2 separate regions of the Mus musculus genome follow, and region 2 is linked to region 1. The links are chromatin contacts, called in public Hi-C maps. All regions are on one chromosome and are shown on one strand. The core of a region is the stretch at or near the end of the contact, and the rest is flanking DNA. Distances in the headings are between cores, read along the strand shown. Region 1 has its middle 10 kb from the start of Gm30687. Region 2 overlaps Gm30687 (a long non-coding RNA gene).

Region 1 (4,166 bases), core at 663-3,162:
GGTTAAAACCAAGGCCATTGGCAAGCACAGCTAACAAATTACAAATGCTATAATGTGTGACTGATATTTGTTTATATGAATATCAAAACTCTCAACCATGCTGCAGCACATACAGGTAAGGAAATATCTGGAGTCTGGGAGTTCAAATAACAGTCTCAAAAATAATTCAACATATTCTTCTTTAGCAGATAATATAAACATAAAAATCCAACAATATTTGATTCAGTATATTGGACAAAGTCACTAAAACAAAAGTTACACTTCTTGTTTTGCCTTACATACCAAGGTTTGACTCCCAAATGTTCAGAGTCCTAATGTAGCACCCTTTCTTTTGGAGAAATAACCCATTTAACCACTGTTATGTCAGCCTCCTTTTGTGAACATGATGCCCATGAAATTCATATGTGTTGATGTACATACCCTGAATTATTCCCTCTAATTGCAAAAAAAAAAAGTTCAATTAAATTAAAAAAAAAAAAAACATGGCTGCTTGTTCGCCCAGCCTGATGTTACACATTTAGTTCATCACCTGTCTTGGGCTAGTGGTGATAAAGCGTCCATGAATATTCATATCCCAGGGTTTGCGGGGCACATATTTGCATTTCCCTTGGAGAAATTCCTGAGCTGACTTTTCTGGTCAGTTTCTGGATAAGTGTGTGCTAAAACATAAAAATCTACCACTAGTCCCCTAAAGGCAGGAAATCAATGCCTATAAAGTCCTCAAAGAAAGAGCAAACGGAGATTTATGTGTCTAGTCAACACATAGATTAGATGTAAAGACAGAAAACAGACCTTTTGCAACATGAAATAGATGTACGTTTGCTGAGGCTCTTAAAAATTTGTAAGAAAAAGTGCTTCTGCTTTCCAGAGCAAAAGCCTGACTGTGAACAGAAAATCCGCTTAGCCTCAGAATTTAAAAAACAAATATGAAAATTTTTTGTTGTAGACTAGAATGCAAATGCCCTAGTCTAAAGCCATGTAGAAATAATAAAATTCATTGCTGTTGGCTAGAGAAGCGAATGGTGAAGTTAGATAGTATGAAGGAGCTGATCTTTCCTAGATACAAAATTAAAGGATATTTAAAATGGATAAAATAATAGATGAATCTATAAAAGAAATTAATAATCCCTAAAGTATAAAATCTGTGTAAAATGTCTCAGGGGGCAGGGAACAAATGAGGGTTAAAGTTAGCATGCCTTAGCTGTAAACCTGTTCATAAAGGAGGCCAATGTAAAGAGTAGATGACTAAGTATATTTCAAGTCAATCACTGAGAAACATAGACTGAACAATTCTAGGTGGGCTAGAGATAGTAAAAAGAATTTGTCTAATTGGCAGACATTTTCTGGACTTGATCTCCAGCCCTCAGGGGGCGGGGAAGGGACATACTTTCTTCTACAATTAAAACAGAAGACGTGACAAAATATGATGCCAGATTCAAGAACATTTTTGTAAGTCAATAAATTGATTTTTCCATGAAAATAAGGCTTCTTATGAGGCATAACGCCAAAGCTAACAACACTGTCTGCCAAACAGACTCATTTGCAACAAAATCCCAGTGTCCAGACAGCACTGTGAACCCAGAGCTCTGAAACCCAGACAGCACACACTGTGAGCCCAGAGCACTGTGAGCCCAGAGCACCATGAGTCCAGAGCTCACTGTGAGATGCTTAGTGAAGGTTCCATTCCACCCCAAAGTGCCCTGCCGCCTAGAGAAAAGCAGAGAGGCCTTACAGCCCCAGTGAGCTATGTTAGATTCTAGTTCACAAGCTGTGTCTCTCAAAAAATCTGCTGAAGTGTTTTTTCTTCCATTACAAGCATTAAAAATACTTTGGAGATTTATCACTTCCTGTAGAGTTAGCACCAAGGAAGCTAAGAGCTCCCCACAAGAGTGTGCTGGGCCCCACTTTCCCTGTCTGTCCACTGACCAGAGATCATGTGAGACTGACAGCTGAGTCAGAGGTATAAGAAGACAAATGGTGATCTTCCGTGACAGAAATCGCTTTCCCATCCCCTAGGCAGCCCCCGCACTCCATTTGTGTTAGGTCTTTGCCTGTCCTCATGGTTATAAGAAGCCTGGGCCAAGCAGCCCAGGAACAGAAGTAGTGCAGGTCAGCGTCTCATGGAAAGGGGCGACAGACAGAAAAGATGCATTAGAGCAATGAAGAATATGGATTTTGATTAGTCTGACCATATTTTTAACTAAAATTATGATAAAATCCAACTAAGAGTCTATCCTTGCGTACAGTAATACTACTGTGACTCCTCTTGGCTTTCAGACTTGGCCTCAGATACACGCATTAGAACCCTGATGGCACACTCGGTGCTATTCAAGGACACTCCATGTAGGAAGGGTGCTTTACCGCAAATACATTTTAGAGATTTGGATTATGCATGAAATGTGGAACATAAGGTAATAAAATGCAAAATACCATCCATCCTCTGAGTTCATTTAAAAATTCCATGGCCAGAAAAAGAGTTGCATCAGATTCAGTGCAGAGTCTCTCCACCCCCAAGGTGAATGCTTTTTCTAAGGCGACACGGGGGCTCTGAGAGGAATGAACCATTTGAAATGAAAATGCCCCCAGGGAAATGATGAAGAATGAGTGTTAAAATAAAAATGTTCTCAGCTCTCTCTCTCCCTTTGGTGTAAGACAGGATTCTATAAGCTCTGCCCCCTGACCATTATAAATAAATACACAGAGACGAAGTCACTGTCATACAGATGAGAACTGCTGTTTTCCCTATCCTGATTCATCTGATTCTCATCCCCCAAATAAAATAACCAACTAATTTAAAAAATATTACTTTTTGTAATAACAGGATTGTACAAAATCCTTATGATGTCCCTATCCAACCAACACAGTAGGCTTTCAATAGCTAACGTGCATGGAATGGCACAAATAAAGTTTATACTCTAACCTTCTTTAGGAGTTATGACTACCAAAACCCAGGCAAATGGAAAGCTTGATTCTGCTGACAGTTTAAAACTGTGGGGTTACAGAGGATGCCACACAGACGATTGTGTGTCCTACAAGTGATAACGTGGATATCCAGTGTTTATGAAAATGACAGGACCTTTCTTGGCTCTTGGATGTACTTTGAAGTCAGAAGCCAAGGTGCTTAATGAACATTGTCATGTAAACTTTCACTGACCAGTGGCCTCCAGGTTATGAAGTTCATGGATTATGGATCTTGGAGTTAATAAGACGTGGCCAGCTTTGCTGGAGAAGGGATGAGCTGGTCAGTCCAGTTTCCATTTCAGGTGTCCAGTTGCCCTACAGGTTCAGTCACATACTCAGTGTGGTTCCCAGGAAAGAGGGACTCCTTTAGGGGGAAGAGATAAGGGAAAACCTTGCTTCTGGCATCCCTCACCTCTGGCTAGGGCAGAAGCAAAGGCGTTTTGTCTTAAATATTTCTGGCATCTTTATCCTCTGGCCAAAACAAGGCTGGCCATCCAGGCTGGAAAATAGAGGAAAAACAAAGAAACAAACAAACAACCCTTCATTTTTGAGTCTTTACCCTAAAACTGCCTGGCTATTTTCTGTCTTATCCTTATTATAAAGAACTTCTCTTCTGGCTGCCAGTCTCACAGGGGATGCAACTCCAGCCCCTCAGGCCCACCCAAAGGAGGATTCATTTTAGATCTTGAAAAGGAGTATTAGTTTGTCCTTCTCCAGTAGTACCCACAGAGGGCTTCTCACCCCAAGACACTTAGTTTGGTTCAGAGCTTCATGGGAGCCTAAGGAAGTGCATGGATCCTAAGTAAACTACTCCAGCCTTACTATGGCCTCATTCTTGCCTATTTCCCTGTTTATTGAAGGGCATTATCTATCTCTAGGTGTGATATTAAGGGTTAATCTTGATTATCAATTTGATAGAATTTAGACTCATTATGGGCACACACTCCTGGGTGATTGTTTTCAGAACAGTTTAACTGATGGTAAAATACATTCAATATACGGATGGAACCATTGCACAAGCTTGAGGCCCAAACTGCTTAGAATCAAGAAAGAGGGTGGAACATCAGCACTGATCTCCAATTGCTTCCTGACTACACACACAATGTGACCAGCCATCCTCTGTATCCTTCACCATACCTGCTCTCTCCACCGTGATGAACTGAAACCTCAAATACTACAACAATAATGATGAGAAAAGTCACTGA
Region 2 (4,491 bases), core at 1,540-4,039, 130 kb after region 1:
GCTGTTGAAGGGGTTTCGATGGAACGGCTCCTCACATCTGTGTTTATGTTGCTAGTACAGTCACTGCCTCTGGCAAAGAAAATAGAAAATCTGTAGCTCATTTCTCCCTTGATTGCAAAATGACAGATAAATGTTCATATATATCTGTCTTTGGGTGGTTCAAATAAACTTAGATTGTACATCCAAACCAAACCCTGAGAAGCTATTTGAAAATAAAGTGTAAGAAACTATCTCCTGAGCATCCCAAGGCCTCAGCAAGCCAGATCCTTTTCACTGGAGAATTTTATAAGGAAAAAAAAATCTTTCTGATTTCTCCCAGCTACCACAAAGGGGTAGTGAGCACTGGGCTGTTTCCAAGCCTGATATTTCTCCTCCACTGAAGAATTTGTACCAGGATTAAGTAGTGTGTGTAACGGCCAATCACTAGAGAAGTTATGTTGCTGGATATGCTCCACAGGACGACCATCTGCCGTGCTCTTAATATTTTACTACCAAATTTACTCACATGTAAAAATTTATGCCATTTGCTTATTAAAATCAATAAGAACATCGAAACCCTTCCAGTGGTCCAAACAGATGAAGTCAAGCTAGCAGTTACAGAGTTCTATAAGTCAAGATGGCAGTTACAAAGGTCTATAAGTCCAGCTGGCAGTTACAGAGTTCTATAAGCTTCTGCTTCACATTAATTTTGTGTTTTATTTAGCTATGCGTGAGGAGCCTCCCTAACATAGAAACTTGAAATTGGAAATGTTCGAAAGCACAAAACTTTTTAAACACTGACATGAAGATGCAAGGTAAAAATGATCACTACAGAGCTTTGTTTCAACACAAATTTTCGAAGAAAACTCTAAAATTATTTTTAGGCTATGTGCACAGAGTATCTATGGGGCACATTAGATTTAATGTTCACATTCAGATCCTACCCCCAACATATCTCAGTAGAAATAGAAAAATATTCTAAAGTCAGAGAAGAAAGCCTGAAATCCCAAACACTTCTGGTTCCTACAATGTTGGATAAAGAATGCTTTACCCTTTTCATTTTTTAAAACATAATTTATACAGATGACTAATAGTGACAGCATGAGATGTAGCGTTAGGGTGCACATTAATTAAAATGCCCAAATCTCTGAACATTTTTGTTTTGTGGGATTGAGGACAGGAGACATTTTTGGTTTTGGGGAATACTAAGCCCAGTGTAGTCTGACTTCACTTTGCCTCACCCCCCACCCCCCCAAAAAAGAGAAATTTAACTGTTTTTAATAACTACTACATTGGGAGGTTAGTAGGAAACCATCTTTTCAAAATTGATTTTCTATCTAAAATCATTTTATGTTACTTCTTAGGCAAGAAATGTGTAGCTGGGCCACTGGTGAGGGCATTGCCTCTCAGTTTCTGACTCACCCTTCCTTCCACACTGGGTTTTTTGGCAATGCTGAATGTGTGCATTAGCATTCCACAACACAGAGCACTGGGAAGAAAGAACATCTGCAGAGAGATTTATTTGTTTGCTGTTCCTGTGAGCATCATCCCAGCCAACTTTCTTTATCTTATGGCGAAAGCACTTCCCCACCCTGAAGCTCAATCAGTTTGCAGTTTTGCCAACCTCTGTAGAACTGGCCTCATTCTCTCCTCCTTCCCTGGAGATACCAATGCCATTCAGAGAGTTCTCAGACTTGGAAGCCTGGATCTCAAGTTTATGGAGAACTTCCTCTGATCATAGAGACTCTAATACAGCATGCCCCAGTTCTTCCACAGAACTCTGGATTCCAATTCTTACAGAGTAACACTAGCAACATATCCCCTTAGCTCAGTGATTCTCAACCTTCCTAATACTGTGACACTTTAATACAGTTGCTCAAGTTGTGGTGACCCCAGCCATAAAATTATTTCATTGCTACTTAAAAGTATAATTTTGCTGCTGTTATGAATCATAATGTAAATATTTGGGGAGATAAAAGCTTGCCAAGGAGTTACAGCCCACAGGTTGGGAATTGCTGCCTCAGCTCATTTAGCCCTAAAAGTAGGCCCCATTCCTCCAAATTTATCATGCCTCGGGATCATCTATAAACCCATGAGCCACATTAGGAGACAGTCTCATTCGGCATGTCTGTAGTGGGTCTTGATATTTCCTCTCTAACAAGCTCCTAATCAACATAGCAACCGCAGGTGTGAATTTGCCTTGGATCCTGTCTGGAGGCTTTAACACAGTAGGTGCATTAAGGTCTTAGGCAAAAGGAAAACAGAATGTGGTTAGGCTGGCACTTGCCGTGATAATACTGTCAATCAAATGATTTCAAGATAGTTATCATGGAATCCTTTGTTGGCCCAGAAAGTAGCTGAACATGAACAGTAATGTGGATAAATTCTTCTGAGTGCACCGACTAGTTTACAGAAAATAAATGGTCACCGTGAGGTTCTCTTTTAAAGTCATAGCAGAGAATTCCTTTTCCTCTGCAGCCCTAATAGTAGCTAATTTCTTTTGGCAACAGAACTGATATAAAGAAACACTAGGTGTATTGTTGTGATTAAAAGGATTGGTAATCACTAAAAACATCTGCAAGTTTTGACTCAGGACCCTGGGGAAGAATAAAGACATCTGGCTGGACTGGGGTGAAGCTCAGATTTTCAACTCAAGTATTTCAAGTTACTCCGGAACATTTTGCCATTGGAGGTTTACCAGCTGTATCTGGAGAGAATAATCTGCCTGTGAGAGGGTAATGTCCTCATCTAAAACGATTGTTTAGGGAAAACGCCCTCAAAAGGAATGTCCATTATACCAACAATCTCTTATTACCAACCAGTAAGCTGCTAACTAGAATCAGGTCTCGGTATGCTATTATTGTTATCATTTGCTACTGCTGTTGTTGTTGTTATCTGTGAGGACACATGTGTGTTCCATTAGTTGACTTTTTTATTCCCCTGTAGTATCTGGGAATCAAACACAGGTCATCTGGTTTGTGCAGCAACAGTTTTATCCACTGGGTCATCTCACTGCACGCCACACACACACACACACACACACACACACACACACACACACACACACACATTTGAAAATCTGATTAAATTAATGATGTATCAGTGAGAGACAGAAGAGGATGGTTTGAATTTTTTCTTCTATTGACTTTAACATGGAAAATTTTTTCCCTTGGATAAGCAACTGAAGATAACCTAGAGAAGCTGAAATAAACCAAGAAATTGGATTTTCTCTGAGGCCACAAGGAATACAGTCTTGCCAATATCTTGATTCTAAATCTAAGACAATAAATTTCCCATGGTTTCTTACAACATCAAAAGAAGACTATGTACTAGCTTGTCTTTAGTATCCACCAAAGGCACTGGTTTAAGAGTTGGTCCCCAGCTAGGCACACTGGAGAGGTGATGGAAACCTGAGAAGGTGGGGCGCATGCGCATGTCTTCAGGTCACTGAGGGAATCTCGCCTGAAGGCTGTTATATACAATGGAGCATCAGCCTCTTCATAGCCCTTTGGCTTCTCAGACATGAAGTGAGTGGTTGGCTCTACCACATCTTCTTGCCATGACATACTGCTACTGTCCAGAGTAACAGGGCCAACCAGTCACAAACCTACACACCCGAAAGTGGGCCATAGTAACCTTTTTCTCTTCATAAACTGTCTCAGATTTTTTTTCCTCCAGCTACAGAAGGTACATAGTATATATTATAATGACCATGCTGATTGCACTCAAAGCCAAGTATCTTATCTGCCTAAATGCAATATAGGTAAAAAAAAAAAAAAAAGTGAGAAGAGAAGTTCTAAAAAAACTTAAGGACCAATAAAAGTTCATAAAATATTAAAATACTGTGGTTACTAGTTACTCATATAGTGGTTGTGGTGTGTACAATTTTATCTGGTTGGTATAGAACAATGTATTCTGCTATTTTGACTTTTTTTCGCATGTTTGTCAGCTTTAAATGTCATGTTGTTGCCACGGTCTCAATAAGTAACTCAGGCTGATGGGTAACAGAAAGCCACCTGCCTGCCTCTGCCTTTCAAATGATGGGAATGCCGGCAGGAACCACCAAACATGCTGCAACTGACAAAGAACTCCTTTAGAATGTATGAGCCAACTCCGAGTTTCCACCAACCAAAGAGCTAAGAATGCTGTTAGCTAGCACCCATGCCTGAGTCTTTTCTGCTTTGGCTAACCCACCCACCTGATGTGCCCATCAATATATTTGTATTTAAAAAATGTCTTGATTTAGGATGTTTTTGTTGTGCAACGACTACAACTCCAGGAAACTGCTCTCATCTGAGAACATGAAGATTTGGGGTAAACTGAATCTGTGTTTCCAGGGCCATGGTTGCCCATATTTGGCTCCAGGATAAACTCTTATCCTCTTTGAGATAAGATTTATGTTTGTTGCATAAACAGGTATAAATTTTGTCCTTTAACTTTCTTCCCATATGTCTAAAATGTGTTGTGTTTTTCCTTACCTTTCCTTCTTTGTTCATCAAAAATCCAAAGCCT

Evidence for each region. Hi-C and Micro-C count contacts between places; a contact is called where the count stands out from the background.
Region 2: a contact with region 1 is called in a Hi-C map of embryonic fibroblasts, with 2.2 times the contacts expected there. The contact joins two enhancer-like sites. A contact is called at or near these places in 1 of 39 promoter capture datasets (the 3T3-L1 cell line) and 3 of 484 Hi-C or Micro-C datasets (cerebral cortex, cortical neurons and embryonic fibroblasts).

The regions. Positions count from the first base shown.
Region 1 is chr12:58,424,594-58,428,759 of GRCm38.p6, forward strand. No RefSeq gene overlaps it. Among named protein-coding and RNA genes, the nearest start is that of Gm30687, 10 kb to the right of the region's middle. Within about 2 kb of position 1,913, at least 22 of the 459 cell types and tissues checked have an H3K27ac peak or open chromatin away from gene starts, as enhancers often do.
Region 2 is chr12:58,554,787-58,559,277 of GRCm38.p6, forward strand. The region is part of intron 1 of Gm30687 (a long non-coding RNA gene); the gene reads left to right. Among named protein-coding and RNA genes, the nearest start is that of Gm40427, 39 kb to the left of the region's middle. Within about 2 kb of position 2,790, at least 29 of the 459 cell types and tissues checked have an H3K27ac peak or open chromatin away from gene starts, as enhancers often do.